Regions from separate parts of the Muntiacus reevesi genome. Here region 2 is linked to region 1. The links are chromatin contacts, called in public Hi-C maps. All regions are on one chromosome and are shown on one strand. The core of a region is the stretch at or near the end of the contact, and the rest is flanking DNA. Distances in the headings are between cores, read along the strand shown.

Region 1 (2,878 bases), core at 153-2,652:
TAAAACACAAAAACTAGAGAAGATATTTTCAAACAGATCGGCCTGGGGGAAAAAAGGTAAAAATTCTTAGACTGCAGCAATTCTTAGGTCAACGTTACACCTTACCCAGTATTAACTAGGATAATCAATCAAACTGGACTCCAAGTTTTAAATATCTAGGGAGGGTCTTCACTTTATTAACTCAAATTTATCTCCCCCTCTGTTGCGCGTGTTGTCACGACACTGACTTTTCTGCTGCAAGACTCAGCGTACGTTTCAACCAGTCCCCAAATGGAGTCAGAGCTTAACAGAAGGTCCCGATCGGGTTCTGAAAAATCGATAGACCTGGGTTCCAATGTGAGCTTCACAATCTCTAAACACACGGTTCTAGTGAATTACTTTACCTCCATCCAGCTCCTAGGTTTCACCACCTATCTTCCAGTGTAGCCTAAAATACTAAGAGATACACGCGAAACACCGGGTACACAAACGGGTACTTTTCCTCCTTTGCGCACAGCACCGAGTATAAGGTTTTAATTAATTAAATGCTCAAACTTCGGATATACCCTGCAAAATCCATGTGATTAAGTCTCAAGCGACTGAGTTTTTCAGACCCAGGACTGAGACACCAGCGAGTATTTTTGTTTCCCAGCGTCTCTTTCCTTCTTTCGCCAACTTCGGGAGAAACCTCCCTTCGAAAAGACGACCTGTGTTGCCCGAGTGGACACAAACGACTAACCTCGGGGAGAGGGAGTTGGGTCTCATCGCCAACTTTGGAGGCGGTCGCCTCGCCGCCCCACAATCAACCTCACTGCCGCCACCACAGAAGGAAGCCACGTCCTCTTTTCGGAGTGAGACTGGGGATTACGAGGCGCTTTTAAACAACACCTCAGCGCGGAACACTGTGGAGTCGCAAACAACCCTACGCCCCCGAGGCTCCACCAACCCTTCCACCCAGGGCACTCCGCCTCCGCGGCCACCTCGGCCCGGTCCCAGCCGGACTCGGACGGGCCGCCATGTTGCCGGACCGCGGCCCGCCCCGGCCCGCGCGCACCACACACAGAGAGGGCGGCTCGGCCCGACTGGCGGGCGGGCGAGCGCAGAAAGCCCGTTGGGCCGGCGCCCACCTGGTGCTGGAGTGGTGACCAGCGGCGGCGTGAGAGTCGTCGGTGACACCGGGACTGTCGTGGTGGTGGGCGGTGGAGACGAGGGTGTAGTCACGTTCGGGGCCAGGGTGGTGTTCCCAGCCGCGGTAATTACGCAGAGCGTGGCCAGGCAACCAACGGCCAAAAGCAGCGGGCGAGAGAGCCCAGACATCGCGTCCTCCGCGCTGGCGATAGAGCGAAAACTGGGACACCCTAGGCTGCCTCCGTCGGTCTGTCCACTGCAGCGCCGCCTCCAAGACTCCGCTCCCCCAGCGGGACCGCGCCGGCGTCACATGAGGGCGGCGTGCGCAGGCGGGGCGCCGGCGATACCAAGTGGAATCCTCTGGGAGGGGGGGATAGAGGAACCGAGAGAAAACCGAGGAAAGGTTTTTCTCTCAGCAGACTGTATTGGCCAACCGAAGAAACTGACCAGATACAGGAAACTTTTTACTTTGCTCTCAAATTGCCACACAGGGCGCGGCCGGGCTTTTCCCGTTGCTGCAATAGAAAAGGATCCCACCTAGACTCAGATGGAACAACCTACATGACGTGGCGACGGCATCCTCGCGAAAGACTAGCTAGGCCCCATGTGACCTCTGGGGCGGCGCCTTCCTGGACGGATTCGCGCTGGGCGGAAGTTGTTTCCGAGCGTTTCGCTTAGAACCCCGGCAAGAGTTAAGTTCTTACTGTCCTCCGGCGTTCCCAGCGTGCTTGCATAGGTATCCTTCGTAGGACCCGTGCATTACCCATTGAAAGTCGATTTCGCTGAAAGTAAACTTGTATTTGGCCACCCCAGGGAGATGGAGACCCCACGCGTTTAAGGAGTTTGTGTTCCGACGCCCACGTAGTGAGAGCGGCTGAAACACCGAAAGCAGTCTGCCGGTGCCGCACACTGTTTCTGTCACGCTTTCTCACCCTGAAATCGTGGGGATTTCAGCCAGTGGTAGAAACAGCTAGTCAGTGCCACCTTTGTAGTCGAAGAATCAAAGACAGCATGGGTTGGAGGTTCATCCGGTCTGTTCCCACTCCCACTTTACAGGTGAAAACACCCGAGATTCAAGAGACAAGACCGAAAGGCGCAGTTGCTTAGCCTCAGGGCTGTGTTTCAAACTGCCTATCACGGCTCATTAGTGAGGATGAGCGCCATCTGATGTCCAGTCTCACAAAAATATTTACAAGTGCAGCCATGCTTATATCAAGTGGTTAAGGTTCGGTCATAAAAGCTCTATTTAACTCTTATTTTCAACTACTTGTATTTATCCTCTAATTTTCTTACAAACATTAACCCTTTAAAATAATAGGACATCAGTTGCTTTTGTGAGATCTGCTTTGCTATGCAAACCCCGAAAAAGCTGCATATGCATTTTTTTTTTTTAATCTAAACTTGAAGTCTTTCCTAACCCAACCCTAAAATCCAATCAGTACCCTCACGACTATGAACTTTTGTTCCATCAACTACGCTAGTTGGAGATTTGCTTGAATGTAAACAAGAAACTCAGTTTTTGACTGATCCAACCAATGGCAAGAAGCATCAGAGAACAGCCAAGTAAGTGAGGTCTCATCCGTCTTCAAGCAAAAAAAGGTATCTCTTCTCTCAGGATATTCACACGGTGTTTATTTAGCGCATAACCTGACTCTAGAGCAAATGAAGGCCACTAGTCAACCGTTATTATTTTTAAGGTTAAAAATATAAATTCTCTTTTCTTCCGATAGCTCGATGGATTGTCTTGTTTACAAGCTAAAATGAACACACC
Region 2 (2,878 bases), core at 197-2,696, 290 kb before region 1:
ATATAAAATATTATTAAATAATAATATTTTAAAGAGTTTTACACACATTATTATTTTTTTGTTGATTTAAACTGAATTCAGAGTAGAAAAACTGTTCATCTTAGCTTATATATATGTATATATATATACCCCACCAAGTAAATCATACATTAAAAAAACTTATCATACCATGACTTTGAACACATGTGAATTGAGTAATTTAGACAGAGAAACATAAAGAGCATTTTGACCACTCTTAATTTCTAAAAAACCTTATTCTTAAAAAAAAAACCTTCTAATTAAAAAACATAAACTGAATATGTACAAGCAGAAGGAAAACTATAACATTTTTAATCTTTTACAACTTAAATAGAAATGTATGTGAGAAAGAAAAGAATCAAACAAGCAAACACAGAGAAAGCTAGTTAAGTAATTGACCATAAGAGTCTATCAGTCACTCAACCTGGATCCAATTTTTCAATCTGCAGATGTCAGCTCCTTTACAACATGGGCTTTTATTATTTATATAATTCTTTCTTTCAGAAAAGAAAGGTTGCATTTAGGAAACAGATTCTGGGGTTTTTTGTTTTGTTTTTAAGAACAAGAGAAAATTGTTTCACCAGTTATCTCCAACAAGTTGGCTAGGAAACATTTAATATCCTTTATCATTTTAGAAGCTTTTAAACGTGAAACTTTCCACATAGAACACTGTTTGTAACAATATGAAAAACATACTGGCTACAGTTTCCAACAACATGTAAAAATGAATGTAAAAAAAGCAAGTATTTACTTGTAATTAACTGTAATTTTCACATATTTTCCCCAGGAAGAATGCATTTTTGCTAAAACTGTCTAGAAAGACAATACTTATTTAGTTGTACTTGAAAATTACTTTTACTTTAGTTCACCTTGTCCAATATTAATCCCAAACTACGTTCTAAATTTAAGGTAATTCAAATTATAATAACTTACTTGAAGCAATCAAAAAGTGAATATATCTGCAAGTAAACTTCACTGTACTAGATAAACAGTTGTACTTAAAATGCTCTTTCTTACCTGGACGCTCTTCAGGATAAACTCACTTTTCTCTCTCACATCTTTAAAGGGACACCTCTTAGAAAGCATAAGCAGATGAGCAAGAAGCTTATTCAATCCATCCAAAGAAACTGCATTTGAAAGGCCGTCTGCTGGACGATAAGGTGTCTCTTTCACCAGACGAAGACACTCGGTTTTTCTCACAATGATTTGCCTAATGTTTTCCAGAGCTGTCTCTCTAGTAGTTGAATCTCTACTGCACAGTCCATCCCATCTCACTTCATTCTCTCCTTCAGCCATGACTACGGTGGAGTTTTTTTCTTTGCCGTCTTCAGTTAACTTTCAGCATGCCCCCCCCAAAGCACTTTATATTTTTAAAACGAGAAATGTAAGAATGAAATCAGAGAACTAGAATCGTCATGAAAAAACACGTCTGGGTGACATTTGGAACCAGAAGCGTCTCTTCGAGCTACAAGACAGAGCTCGCCCTCTCGTTCTACCCGGAGGGGCAGTCTTCTGGCCAGAGACTGGGAGAAAAAAGTTGGCAAGTTGAAACCTTACAGCTCTGGCTTTGCTGCACAGCCAGTGTCGGGAAAGTGTTCTCCTGCGACCCGCGGGGTCAGCGGATATCCTCACGTTGGGGAGCTGTCAAACCCGTGCTCTGCCCAAAAAGGCTGGTAACAGTTGAACGCTCTCCAGCCATTCGGTGCTTTTTGTCAGTGCAGCCACGGTGTTCTCGGGAGCGTTCCCACCCCGCCCCTCCTCCGGCACCAGTCCCCGCCTTCCGCAGCTCCTCCCTCCCGGCCGGGCGCTGGCTTGCCGAACCCTGGCTCGCTGGCCGCCACGGCCAGAGACCCTGACACTCCCGGGGGGCGGCAGCCTTCTGCAGCCGCTGTCTCGGTAGCGTTGGAGGAAAAGCGTCTCCGGCCCTGTCGGTTCCGGGTGCCCTGGGCAGACGCCGCTTCTGTTCCAATCCTTGCGTCCTCGCCCACCGCCCTCCAAGCCAGACGGGCACAGGGCAGCCCCGCAATCCCCGAGCGCGGGGCTGGGCCGCGAAGCTGGCGGAGCGGCGGGGCCCGCGGCGCAGAGCCCGCCCCTTCGCCCAGCCTCATCTGTGGAGCTCGGCCCAGAGGGCGGGAGCGGGAGGGAAGACCGGGTCCTCACCCCCCAGCCCCTCCCCTTTCTCCGCCCGGCACAAACTAGGAGCCGCCCCTGCCCCTGCGCCCTCTTCCCCGCCCTAGTAGACGCGACCCGCGGAGGCAAAGCCATTGGGAAAAGCCCCGCCCACCCACAGGCTACCTCCAGACCCCAAGTCCGCGCGCGGCCGCCAACCGCCGCCGGTTGCTACGCAAGCGTGACAGCGAGCAAGGCGCATGCGCCTTAAGAGGCACTTAATCTGCGCCGCGGAGCGTTTTCTATCCCCTGGCGTTTGGCTTCTTTAGACCGAAAAAGGGGTAAAAAGAAAGTAAGGGGAGGTTGAAGTACGCTATCACAGACAACACAAACAGGGAAAAGAAAGTGTGCACAGACGTACACCTGGAAGTGCTTGAATCTAAGTTTAAGGTCAGTCTAAAAATAAGAACGCTGTCTCTATTACGCCAAACCCCAGATTTAAGGAAGCAGGGCGTGCTCGCATTGACTTCTGGGAAAGGTAGTTTGGGTTCTGCCTGCGCCTTTCGTTTGCGACAGAAACTACAGCCCCCAAGAGCCACTGCGACATTGCCTTTGGCGGCCTGCGAGGCAGCGGTTAGCGCTGACAAAGATTGACTGAGAGCGTCGGCTTGGTGAGCACTGTGGGCTTGGCTGCCACTTTTCTTTGACAGGATTTTTTCCCTTCCTCCATTTCCTCTGGGATTTTAAGAAA

The links. A called contact is a pair of places that touch in the nucleus more often than the background predicts.
Region 2: a contact with region 1 is called in a Hi-C map of muscle, with 5 times the contacts expected there. The contact joins the promoter of SESN1 here to the promoter of CD164 in region 1. A contact is called at or near these places in 2 of 3 Hi-C or Micro-C datasets (blood and muscle).

Annotation. Positions count from the first base shown.
Region 1 is chr19:38,454,025-38,456,902 of mMunRee1.1, reverse strand. CD164 (CD164 molecule) reads right to left here and starts at 1,402. Exons shown (of 6, transcript XM_065911862.1): 1 at 1,107-1,402. The coding sequence starts at 1,296.
Region 2 is chr19:38,745,464-38,748,341 of mMunRee1.1, reverse strand. SESN1 (sestrin 1) reads right to left here and starts at 1,446. Exons shown (of 10, transcript XM_065911818.1): 1 at 1,036-1,446. The coding sequence starts at 1,314. It overlaps CEP57L1 (centrosomal protein 57 like 1), which reads left to right and starts at 2,452. Exons shown (of 11, transcript XM_065911570.1): 1 at 2,452-2,577.